Linked DNA regions of Hordeum vulgare: region 2 is linked to region 1. A link is a contact called in public Hi-C data. All regions are on one chromosome and are shown on one strand. Each heading gives the region's core, a stretch centred on a gene start, on an enhancer-like site or on the middle of the called end of the contact. The rest is flanking DNA. Distances are from core to core; before and after follow the strand shown. Region 1 has its middle 210 kb from the start of LOC123434039. Region 2 holds the start of LOC123434039 (trihelix transcription factor GTL1-like).

The links. Hi-C and Micro-C count contacts between places; a contact is called where the count stands out from the background.
Region 2: a contact with region 1 is called in a Hi-C map of leaf, with 7 times the contacts expected there. The contact joins the promoter of LOC123434039 here to the enhancer-like site in region 1. A contact is called at or near these places in 3 of 6 Hi-C or Micro-C datasets (leaf and seedling) and 1 of 1 datasets of contacts at active chromatin or transcription factors (embryo).

What each region holds. Positions count from the first base shown.
Region 1 is chr1H:327,705,116-327,710,572 of MorexV3_pseudomolecules_assembly, reverse strand. No RefSeq gene overlaps it. Among protein-coding and RNA genes, the nearest start is that of LOC123434039, 210 kb to the left of the region's middle. Within about 2 kb of position 3,687, at least 2 of the 3 cell types and tissues checked have open chromatin away from gene starts, as enhancers often do. A contact at or near this core is called in leaf, where this site is marked.
Region 2 is chr1H:327,909,999-327,916,262 of MorexV3_pseudomolecules_assembly, reverse strand. LOC123434039 (trihelix transcription factor GTL1-like) reads right to left here and starts at 2,465. Exons shown (of 3, transcript XM_045115489.1): 1 at 1,900-2,465; 2 at 1-1,210. The coding sequence starts at 2,291. It overlaps LOC123434055 (a long non-coding RNA gene), which reads left to right and starts at 2,377. Exons shown (of 2, transcript XR_006625353.1): 1 at 2,377-2,417; 2 at 2,459-2,663.

The sequences.
Region 1 (5,457 bases), core at 2,438-4,937:
TTTTCAATTCGTTGTCTACATATAACTTGTTTAGTTATTTCAATTCATTGTCTATATATAACTTGTACTCTATTATGCAGAATGAAGGTTCTAGATTGTAAAAGTAAGGGCATCCTAAATATTGGGTTTATTGACCCAGATAAAATACATATAGCGACGCTAACTAATTATCCCAAGGAGACAGAGGAAAACCTTCTAAGGTCTCTAATAGATCAAAATTTCTGTGACCACATACTGTTTTCATACAACTTCAGGTGAAGGTCTTTACTTTGTTGTGTCCATTCACTTATAAGTATAAATCATAAGTTACTGACACACACACACACACACACACACACACACACACACACACATATATATATATACATGTGCAGCTTCCATTGAATTCTGTTGGACATTCAAATTGATAAGGGAAGAGTTGATGCCTTCGACCCATTATCGAGACCCTTGGAACAGTTCCAAAGCCTGCAGGACATGCTCCAAGGGTAATTTTAATCATTCTTGCGCTCTATCGGTCTCTTTCGATGATTTTCTGATATATCAATTAATGAAAAATTTAGCAAATCATTATCCTTTTCGGGCAGGGTTTGGAAGCGGTTCAAGTGCGTGACTCCCGGTAACTTTCATGAGAAGCTGACCTTTAGAGCGGCTCAGGTAAGTAGTAGTATGATATACTTCTATTAATTTTCAATACATTTATGATGCTAGATTATTATTTTGATTATATATATTCTATTCTCGTAAAGTGCGACCAGCAGCCACGGGGAACGCATCTATGCGGATACTATGTTTGCGAGACCATTCACACGTTTACCTCTGAACACAAGGATCACAGATTCGACGTAAGCAATGAACATTCACACCTCTATTTTTACCCGTCATTCTTTGTTATCATGATTGATATTCATATTCATCTCCTCTTCTTATATAGCACACGGCCATGACGACGAATGTCCTACCAGAGCAACGCGCGATTACTGTTGCAGAGGAGCTTACGACCTTTCTCAGGATGGAAGCTATAGATGACAAAGGACGATTTAGTGTAGCTAGGGGCATTACTGATGTTCGTCCATGTAATCGAATAGACGGGCTCTAGTCCCGATAATTCAGATCTCCATGTAATTGTATATATATGCTCGCTTGTAAGATAAGTTAATCTTATATATATATATATGCATAATTATTTCTATTTAAATTATATGAAAACTAATTCCCGAACACCAAACGAGGCATCACGTTAATCTCCCGAACACCTAAACCCTAAAACCCTAAAATAATTTCATTCAAAAAAAAACCCAAAAACCAGCAAAATCTGAAAATCATTAGTCCCGGTCCGTGTAACGAACCGGAACTAAAGGGCCTGCCCCTGGGGCGCTACGAGGCGCCCACGTGGAGCACCTTTAGTCCCGGCTTGTAAGAGGGCCGGGACGAAAAGGTTAGGCCTTTAGTCCCGCCCCTTTAGTCCCGGTTGGTAAACCGGGACTAAAGCCCCTTACGGGCCGGGGCTAAAGGCCCCGTCCCCACTAGTGGTCATTTGTAATCCATAATCTCATTTTAGCTGGGGTAGAGCAGATTATGAGATTATAATAATCTGGTCATCTATTTATAAAATCTACAATATAAATTGTCCTGTTTGAAAATACAATAAATTATAAAAACCAGATTATATAATCTGGGTGGTTTCAAACAGGGCCTAAGTTTTAGCAGCAGTGGGAAAGAAAATGCCGAATCCCATTGATCATTGATCTAATGTGGGACCTAGGGCACATCTGCAAGTAGATGCCCAACTTCCCTGACCGTATTGGCGGCGTGTTAATCCACAACCGTTTGTGACTCTGATTGTGCTTTATGTATTTTTCTAGCAACTTCTTCACCCCCTTTTTAACTCTCATCCAGTTACGTGTGACGCAGAGTCGCTTTCTGATGCGATGCATGCACGTCAATGGCAATTAACCACAATTGCCCAACCCAGCCGCCTAGATGGGATCTGCAAGAGAAATTAGCTTCGAATAAAATAAACTAAACACCCACGCACTGCGTCATCTACGTACTTATCACCCCGTATTGTTCTCTTTCATTTTCCCTAAGTTATTCAGTTAGCGTCGCATCTTGTTTATTTTGCTCAATACAAATAGTCACCGCATCTTCTTCTACATATTTCTATCGACTTGATTAATTTCTCGCGTAGTACCTCTCGTCGTTTTCTAATTCCTGTTTAATGTGATGTGACTTTTATCAGCCTGTTATAGGAAGCGGAGAGATGCCATGTTCCACGTGTAGTCTATTCGGTTGAGCATGTTTAGTCAAAAGTCGGAGTCACGGTGTATGTTTCTCCCCAGTCACAGAGTGAACATGCATTGCAATGCAAGCAACCCTCACTGCAGTTCGATCCCGACACTGTGAGTGAGAGCACGTTGCGGTAATGCGCATGGTCCGTAAAAACACTCTCTACCCAATTTGGACGTCTTTTCGGGCGCTTGCCAAATGGGAAAGCGAACAGAAACCCAGGCTCCTCATTTGGGATAGCTAGCTCGTACCGTACCGCAGTCAGCACTCAGCACTCAGCAGGGGCGCCGCCGTGACGCCGTACGTACGCCCAGAGGCAGAGCCCATGTAGGCATTTCACAGCTTTGGGAGCTAGCACTGGATCGCACTGCGGCTCTGGCTGACACACAGAGGCAGAGGCAGGCAGGATGGCGATTCCTGCGACTGAGTGCGCGCTCGGCAGGGCGGCCGCCGGGAAGCCCAGTGGAGCTAGCACTGCCCAAACGCGTGGCCTGCACACGGGATAACTCCCAGTTGCTGCTGGCCTGGACGGGCCGGGGAGTCCTCCATCGCGGTTCTACACCTTCTGGCCCCTTCGATTCTTTAATCCATAAAAAGAAGACGTTGGACAATATCCATTGTTCGGGCCTTCGGGTAGCTCAGTTTGATCCGTTCGTAGGACAGACGGACGGGGCACGCACGTCCATGTCAGAAACCCCGCCAAATGGCATACACGCAGCCGACTGCGCATAAGACTTGACATCAAAGGGGGACACGCCGAAAACCCAACCAATTCAACGTGCAACAGTGCAGCGATTAATAGTCTGGATTAACCCTAAATTAATCGTCTGGATTACTATATACCCCGCGTGGAGACCGGTCTTCCGGTGCATTCACACTTGGAGAAAGCTCCGTAACTTGCCAACCACAATTAAGTAGCGCAAGAAGCAATGCGCCTCAGGTCGGCCTGCACCGTGTTGCTGCTCCTTGTTTCAGGACCGGGAAGCATTTGCACCGCTGCCGTTCTGTACGCAGCAGCCGGCTCGTCCGCTGATAAAAGATAGCGCCAAACAGCAACGTTGCTGTCTACTACAAGGATAAGTCCGGCCTCCGTATTTATTTACACGCGCGAGGAGGTATTTGCGTTGAACAATCAAAAACAGATATACTAGTACCGTCTGGACCGTGTGTGCCTCGTCGATCGGTTCACACTCGACGCAATAATTGTGCGCGCGAACCTGCTTACTTCCGCAACGAACCTTTTGACCTACAGCTGCCTTGTATGAATTGTCATCAAAACCGACACAAGCAACGGCAAAAGAGAAAGGATTGAGCCATCGAACGATCACGATCCCCGGAAATCCAAATACTGCTGCATGCCTGCATGCGGCGTGGCTTTCATCCCCCCAAGTTGCGGCCGCAAGTTGAGCCATGCATGGATAAAATGATGTGAGGGCGTTTCGTTGCGTGCAGGAAAAGCTCTTCGACTGCGAGATGATAGCGCCGTTTCCCACGCACCCACGTGTGGAAAACTGAAAGTAACTGTGGCGCGCGCGCGGGGCTCATACGTTACGTGGGTGCATGCGCCCGTGCGTGCGGCCGCGGCGCCGTTCCAAACATCCACTGTCAGAGATGGCGAGGTTTCGTCTGCAGAATCTGTGATGGTTCGGGCCAAGTTATAGCAGACGTGTTTCTCTGCTACTATTTCTGCGATAATAATCCACGGGTTTGGATGCTGCTGACATCCACCCAGCCGAGGCATCTATCCACTCGCAACCCAACTAGATGCTCCGTTACTAAAAAAAACCTGTAAGAACATAGCCTTTATCACGATGTTATTTCCTAAAAAAATCTCCCATGTAGTTTAGAGCAGCTTGAACGCGTCAATTCAAACAGACGTGTGTTTTGTCAGTGGGACTCCCAACTCACCGGCGCGTCCTCGCGGCCGGCCTGCTGTGTTTTGTCAAACATATGTAGAATTTGACACTACTTTGCATAATTCAAACAAAATATAAAGATCTTATATAGTTTGACAAACAAATAAATATTTTATAGTTTACAAGTCGAATACAAATTAAATTGTTTCAAGTACATAAAAAGATATACATCTATTGGTTGCCAACGTGAGCACACATATGCTCAACTAAATCATGTTGCAGCTGAATGTGAGTTTTTCAATCACACATTTGATAATGAAATTAGATGAACAATGTAAATTTGCCGCTCCTTCATGCTTAGGCACAGCATTCTCACTTTCAAATTGAAACTCTTGGTCACAGATATGTTTCGGGCGCTCAGCCTCTATCATTAGTAAAAGCAGGGCTCTGGTTCTGGTCAGATCAAAGCATTAGTCCCGGTCTTGTTACGAACCGGGACTAATGTGAACATTAGTCCAGGTTCGAGCGGCCAGGACGCAGGTCGGGCCTCGATAGGCATCAGTCCCGGTCCGACTTGAAGCTGTAGCCCCAGTTCCAGACACCAACCATGACTAAAGGGCCACGCTCCTGGCGCAACCCCTTTAGTCTTGGTTTGTGTCTCCAATCGAAACTACATGTTTGCCTTTGGTCCCGGTTTTAGACACCAATCGGGACAAATAAGATGCCTATATATATCCTTTCCCATGCACCCTTCTAATTTGTTTTTTGGTCGTAGAAGGTGTGGGAGATGTGTGTAGTGCTCTGTTCTGCCTTCCTATGCACATAAGGTGTTCGATGAAATGCCCGCGCCACACTCAAGCTTTCTTCTCTGTTCTTCCTCCAAGCTCGACCTTCAAGCTTCATTTTCCTCAAGATTTGTCTAGATTTGGCGGTGCACAACCTATTCAAGTGTTCTAAAAGGTTAGCAACTTCCTCCTTTCATCTCTTACTGCTAGTTTAGCTCTTTCATATGTTGCAGAAATAGAGTGGTTTGTGGATTTTAGTGAAGGAGTGTCCGCGTGGCAGTTTATTTGATTTAGATGCACAACTTGAGCTCAAATTAACTTGTTACTTGCACATGTGTAGGGTGTCGTGTCGTCCTCATCCCCGTCATCACCGTCGTCGATCGCTCGCGCTGATCTCGCGGCCGACACCATCGTGGTGAGCCTCTTGTTCTTATCTTCTCCCCTAAAAGAAAAAAATGTACTTGTATGATTTAGATAGCTACTTGTATAATTTTCTTACTTGTATTATTGTTTGTTACTGTATTATATAG
Region 2 (6,264 bases), core at 1,216-3,715, 210 kb before region 1:
GCCGGCGGAGATCTCTTCCCAGAGCGGTCCCTTCGGCCCGGCCTCTTGGTACCTCATGTCCAGGTTGCTCCGGAGTTGGATCAGCGCGTGCACCTCCGTCTTGGGCCACCGCGACGATGCCGGTCCGCTGCCGCCACCGGACCCGTCGTACCCCGACGAATCGTGCGGCGCTTCGGATGGCGTCACGACGATGTCCATGCAGCTTGAATTCACGGCCGGCGCTTGCTGCTGTAGCTGTGGCGTCGCTGGAGCCGGCGACTTGTGCGGCTGCGGAGTCACGGGCGGCATTGTTGGCGGCTTATGCTGCCGTGGCGAGGGTTGAGGCTGCGAGTGCGTGGCAGGTGGCTGCGAAGACGACGGCGGTGGAGGAACTGGCGCGGCGGAGTATGCTATGGGTGAGGCGTGAGGCTGCGATGGTGGTGGCGGTGGCATGAATGTGATGGCCTGCGCGGCGATGGAGGGCATGGGGATAGTCTGCCCGGTGATCTTCTGTATGAAGGAGAGAACGGCGGCGTCGCGGGTAGCAGCCATGGCGCGCTCCTGCGCGAGGATCTCCTGCTCGCGCGCGAGGCGCGCCATCTCCTGCCTCCGCCACGCCTCCTCGCGGATCATGCGGTCCTGCTCCCGCTTCTCGATGGCCTCCAGGAATCGCTGCTGCATCGCCTCCTGACGCTCCATCACCTGCTTCATCAGCCCCTCGAAGAACCTCATCATCTTCCCGCTCCCGGCCTCGCCGCCAGTAGCGGCCGCGGCGCCACCCTCCGACGTCCTCTTCCTCTTCCCTCGCTCGTCGGCGCCGCCACCCATGTCGTCCGTGCCCTCGTCGTCGGAAGAGTCGTCCTCGTCCGAGTACTCCTCCGTGTTGGACGTTGAGAAGCTCATGTTGCCCACTACCACCGGCGTCGGCAGGCCTGCCGTAGCGGCGGCCGAGGCACCAAGAGGCGGGGGCTCGGCGAGGGGCCGTACGGCTGTGGGGCCCACCACCCCAGGTACTCCAACGGCTGTGGCCGGCGGCGGGGCCGACGCCATCGGAGCCGGCGTCGCTCCGGGCGTGCCGTGCAGCGCCTCGAGCTGTCGGAAGAAGCGGTAAGCTTTGCCGTCGTTGCGGCCGGCGCGGCTGTCCTTGGTGCGCTTGTAGTACTTGTGAACGTTCTCGAACTTCTCCTTGCACTTCTTGGCGTTCCGCCTGTACCCCTCCTCGGCCAGCTTCCTGCCAACCACCACCAACACCAATCATCATGAGCATCAGCGGCACAAAGCGAAAAAAACCTCGTCAATGGAGCTCTACTCTACAACCACAATTGCACACATACGAACTCACACATCATGCAAGTAAACCGTAACCCTCACACAAAAGCTGCATGCATGTACTAGTAGAATTTTACTCGATTTGGGCACCCAAATGCAAAAGATATACTAGAAAGGCATATGCATACATGCAGCACTAGCAAGAATGGCAAATCCCAAGAAGAATGCAAAGTAAATTAAATCGGGAATAAAAATCCAACTTTTGTGTGCAGAAATTCAGAGGGCCAGAGTAAAAGACAGCGTCTCCGGGATAGATGCCCCCCGGATCTGAAGCTTACCGGAGTAGTACCTCTCATGTCGAAGGGATGGTTGGACAAAAAAAATCAGGGAAAGGTGGGGAAGGAGAGCGATATGATTTTAAAATGGAAAAAAGTCACTGTGCTCGTGAAGGATAGTTAAGGCAAAAGTGTAAAAAAGAAGTGTTTTTTAGCGGGTAATTGAACAGCCGCGGCTGACGGGAATCACACCACGCCGGCGCCGAGATTTCATGCGGCATTACGCCGACGGCAATTTCCGGCCTCGACGGACGGCGACGCCGGCGACGGCGCGCGCAATTGCCTGGCAGAGGTCAATTAGTGGGCTGTAATTTACCTGGAGACCTCTTCCCAGAGTGGGCCCTTGAAGGTGGCGTCCCGGAACGCGGCGTCCATGTCCGACCGGATCTTGAGCAGCGCCAGGGTCTCCTGCCGCGGCCACCGGTTTCCTCCAGCGCCGCCGCCCAAGCCTTCCTCGCCGGCCGCTGCCGCGGCGAGTGCCTCTTCGTCGAAGCCCACAGCGCCGGCACCTGCTAGCTCGTTGTTGAGCTGTTGCTGCTGCTGCGGCGGCCCTGGCGCCGGCGGGCGGCTGCTGATGGGCGAGGGCGCCTCGGCCATGGAGATCCGCTGCTGGCCGGTGCTCCTAGACGGCGAGAATGGCGGCATCTCTGGGGGATGCAAGCCGAACTGCTGGCCCGGGCCTCCACCCTGCTGCTGCTGCTGCTGCATGCTAGTACACACTGGGTGCACGTCGCCGACCGAGCTTTACCACAGGCGCATAGGGAATGGAGGCGACTGAATGATCAGTACATGAGAGAGAGAGAGAGAGAGAGAGAGAGAGAGAGAGAGAGAGAGGTGAAAAAGATGGGAGGCCAGGACAAGCAGAAAGAGCACAGAGAGAGAGAGAGAGAGAGAGAGAGAGAGAAGGAGTGGGGAAAAAGGGAAAGGAACAGAGATGAGGTGGTAGGCAGGTGAGGGATGAAGATGAAGAAGAGGAATAGAGGAGCGCTAGTACAGGAAGCCTGGCACAAGAAAAATACTAGCCCTGCAAGGGAGAGGGGAGGGGAGGAGGAAGAAAGAAGACGGAGAGGAAAAAAGAAATAAGATACCTTCAGTAAGCCTGCAATAAATAATAGGGTGGATGGAGGAGAGAGAGGGGACGAGAATATGATAGCTGTGAAGGAAAGAGAGAGAGAGAGAGAGAGAGAGAGAGAGAGAGAGGGGTGTTGAGGAGTGAAATGTTGAGTGCAAGGAGAGATGGCTGTTTGTTGTGTGCAGACGATGATGAGGGGGATGATGCGGGAGATAAAACAAACGGGATGCTGCGCTGTCAGGGTGGCTTTACCTCCCTCCCTGACTAATGCCCCTACAGCTAGTTAAAAACCCAAAGGACGGAGGAGAGGGAGAGGAGTGCCGGGCAATGGTATGGTAGAGAGAGAAACATGTGAGCGGCATGGAGAGGAGATGAGAGGAGAGGAGAGAGAGAGGCTTGTGATGAAAGGGAGGGGAGCACAAATACCCATCTACAAAACTCCCCCTACCTCAATCCCCATGGAGGAATATGTTGGATTCTGTGGTCATCTTAGTCATTTCTCCCATACAATATATCTTAGTCATATACAGTATTATCCATCGGATTAACCTTTCTTAGCTACCAGTAACTTTACACTCGTATTCCTCCTAGCTAGTACAGCCTCTGTTATCACAACTTTTCGATGCACCTAATTTTGAGGGTTAGAAGCGACTGTTGCAGTGAAACAATTCATTACAGTGAGTTTTTCTTCTCTTTTCTGCAGTGGTATTTTTTACAAAAGAAACGTAAATTTGGTATTGACAAAAAAACATAAATTTGGCCTCAAAAGCCAAAGAAAAAGCTGTATGCATGAGAGAACAAAATTAGTTAGGAGAAACGGGGGAGAGAGAGAAAAGAAAAGAAAAGGTACTAGGACGAGGAGTGAGAGAAGGAGCAGACAAGACCACATTATAACAGCTGTGCCGTGGGCCCGCGCGGAGAGCGAAAGAGGCGCAGAACGTGCCCCGGCGATTAACGCGGACCCCCCCATCACCACCCGCCCAGGCAACACCGACGCGGTGCACCGCGCGCAGACGCCACTGAGCTGCGGGCCCGTAACTTTGCTTGACCCACGCGTCATGCGTTTCGGCTGGAGAATACGCCTGTGCGCGGAGAAGGCGGAGGAGTATAAAAATGGCCATGCATTGGCATGTTGTGGGTTAATCCCTCCCTTTCCAGGTAATAAATGGCCATGTGGCCCCTTTTAATGATTAGGCAAAAAAATCTGACCGATTAATTAAGTTAACCACCTCGATTATTATTTTTCCCTGCTTAAGTTAATGTATATGTATGGGCAGGATGGCATTTATTTTCACATGGAAATGCGTTTTTAGAAATGTATATGGGGCAGTGAGTTGAAGTGGAGAACAGTCACGGGCTGTTTGTATCCGAAAAAAGAAAATCCTGTCTAGCACATATACATATGCATTTAGCATTTACATGAGATTTGATGGTTAGGGTTGGAGTCCTGCACAAAAATACCATCCACATATGTATTTCACTGTATCTTTTTAATTGACCACATCAAAGCGAATAAATGATAGTACATACTAACATTATTGAGCCAAAAACATGATAAGTATATGCCACTGGTTTCAGTATACTAGCAATAAAAGATGTGCAACATGTTAAAATATTTGATCACATCTTAAATACAGACACAATGTATGTTGTATTACGGCAAATGACACATATCATTTCATGCATTGCGTTAAAATATTTGCAAGTGTCAACTTTTAGCTTAAATTTTGTGCTAGTTGTGAGTGTCCAGTTTATCTATGAGCCATTGAATGAATATTTTGAATGAATTGGTTCTAATGAAGCTGTACTTTCTATCCTGGTATTGATCATACTACATGCATCAATGCAAAAATTGGCCCAGTTTTTTTATGCGGCTTAAAAAATAAGCTGTCTCTTTCCAACTTAAAAAATAAATCGCTTCATAAATCAGTTGAGGCTTTTAATTGGATATGTCATAGCTAATTCAGAACCCACATTGAATGAGATAGATGGCTTATGGAAAAAACTGAAAAGGAGACGACTTTATTTTAAGCGTAAAAAAAACTGATCCATAGCGCGTCACTCTATCTATCCATCCGTCTTCATAAATATAGATATATGTATATATATGATTGAAACTTTAGCGGCGACTCATTTTCAATGTGCGTATAATAGGCAAAACAACATTGAGTATAGCATCTCTTATTCACTATATATCCTAAAGATATGCAATACATGACGTACTAAATTACTAGTTTGTCGCTCCCGTGTTATATATATATATATATATATATATATATAGTACAAGCATCTAGCAATATCGTTGGACTATAAATCCAAGTTAGCGTGACTTGTAGAAGATGGATGCTATGTAAAGTCAAAAGCGAAGCGACCTGCATATAAAGTTGGATTCATCATCGATCGGCTCTTTGTTTGTGACGACATGCATGCTTGCCACCGAACTCTATAAATACGGGTGTTCTCTGTGTGCAGTACTTGGTTATGTGTGTTGTGTCACTTGTTTGGTCACCCATTTGCTTGTAACACGTATGTAAGGTGGCACATGCATGCATTTCAGCATAATTTTGTTCTACGAATAGTTGACGCATGCAATACAAACTCATCTAATTTGGAAAACATCATATTCATCATTGGAAGTAGTCTCTAGAAATAGAAGCATCGGGTAATTTAATCGGCATGCGAGAGCTCTAGTGGCTTGTCCTTATTTTTCATATACTTGAACATGTGTAAGGGCAAAGGTTTGTGGATGTAACAATTGTAGGAATGACCTCATCATTAAGGAGAACTATGGTATTTGATTTAAAAATAATAATTAACCATATATGGTATTTGATTTTAAAAAAATACCACCATCTTATGTGCTCCATTTGATATGAAAACGAGGCACTTAAACTTTTATCTCTTTTCTTCAAAAGCAAGGCTCATGGTCATTTGGACGAATTACAAGTTGAGTTGAATGGATGAACACTTACACGATTAGAGCATCTACATGTGGGCGTCCTAAACCCGCCTCATACGTCCGGGAAGGCCGCCACACTTAAATTTTTATCTCTTTTCTCGGAAAGCAAGGCTCTTGGTCATTTGGACGAATTACAAGTTGAGTTGAATGGGTGAACACTTACATGATTAGATCATCTACAACCGAGCGTTCCAAACCCATCGCATACGTCCGGGAAGGCCGCCCAGTGACTTACAGGTCACGAAATTTCGATCCAGTTGGGCACATAAAACGAGCCTCAAACTCTAGGGTTGACGAGCACGCCCCATATCCAAACCAAATATGAGGCCGATATGGGGGTGCCAGCGCGCGCCCGGGCACGCCAGCCATGTAGGACTGTCGATGGGCTCCGACGAGGACTCGCCCAGAAACTCGGCGGTCCCACGGACGCCTCCTTCGTCGCCGCGGTGTGGACGATGCGTGGCGCCGCTCTGGCTCGCCGCCCGATGCCAAATCTGGATATTTAAGCCGGTCGGCACCCCCAAGCCGTAGCACATTCACCTCCTTCTCTCCGCATCGCCACCCGAGCCCGTCCGCCTCCTCTCCCACGCTCTTTGGCAATGCCACGGCCCCCGCCGCCGCCACTTCCAATGCCAAAGTGCTGAGTGTAG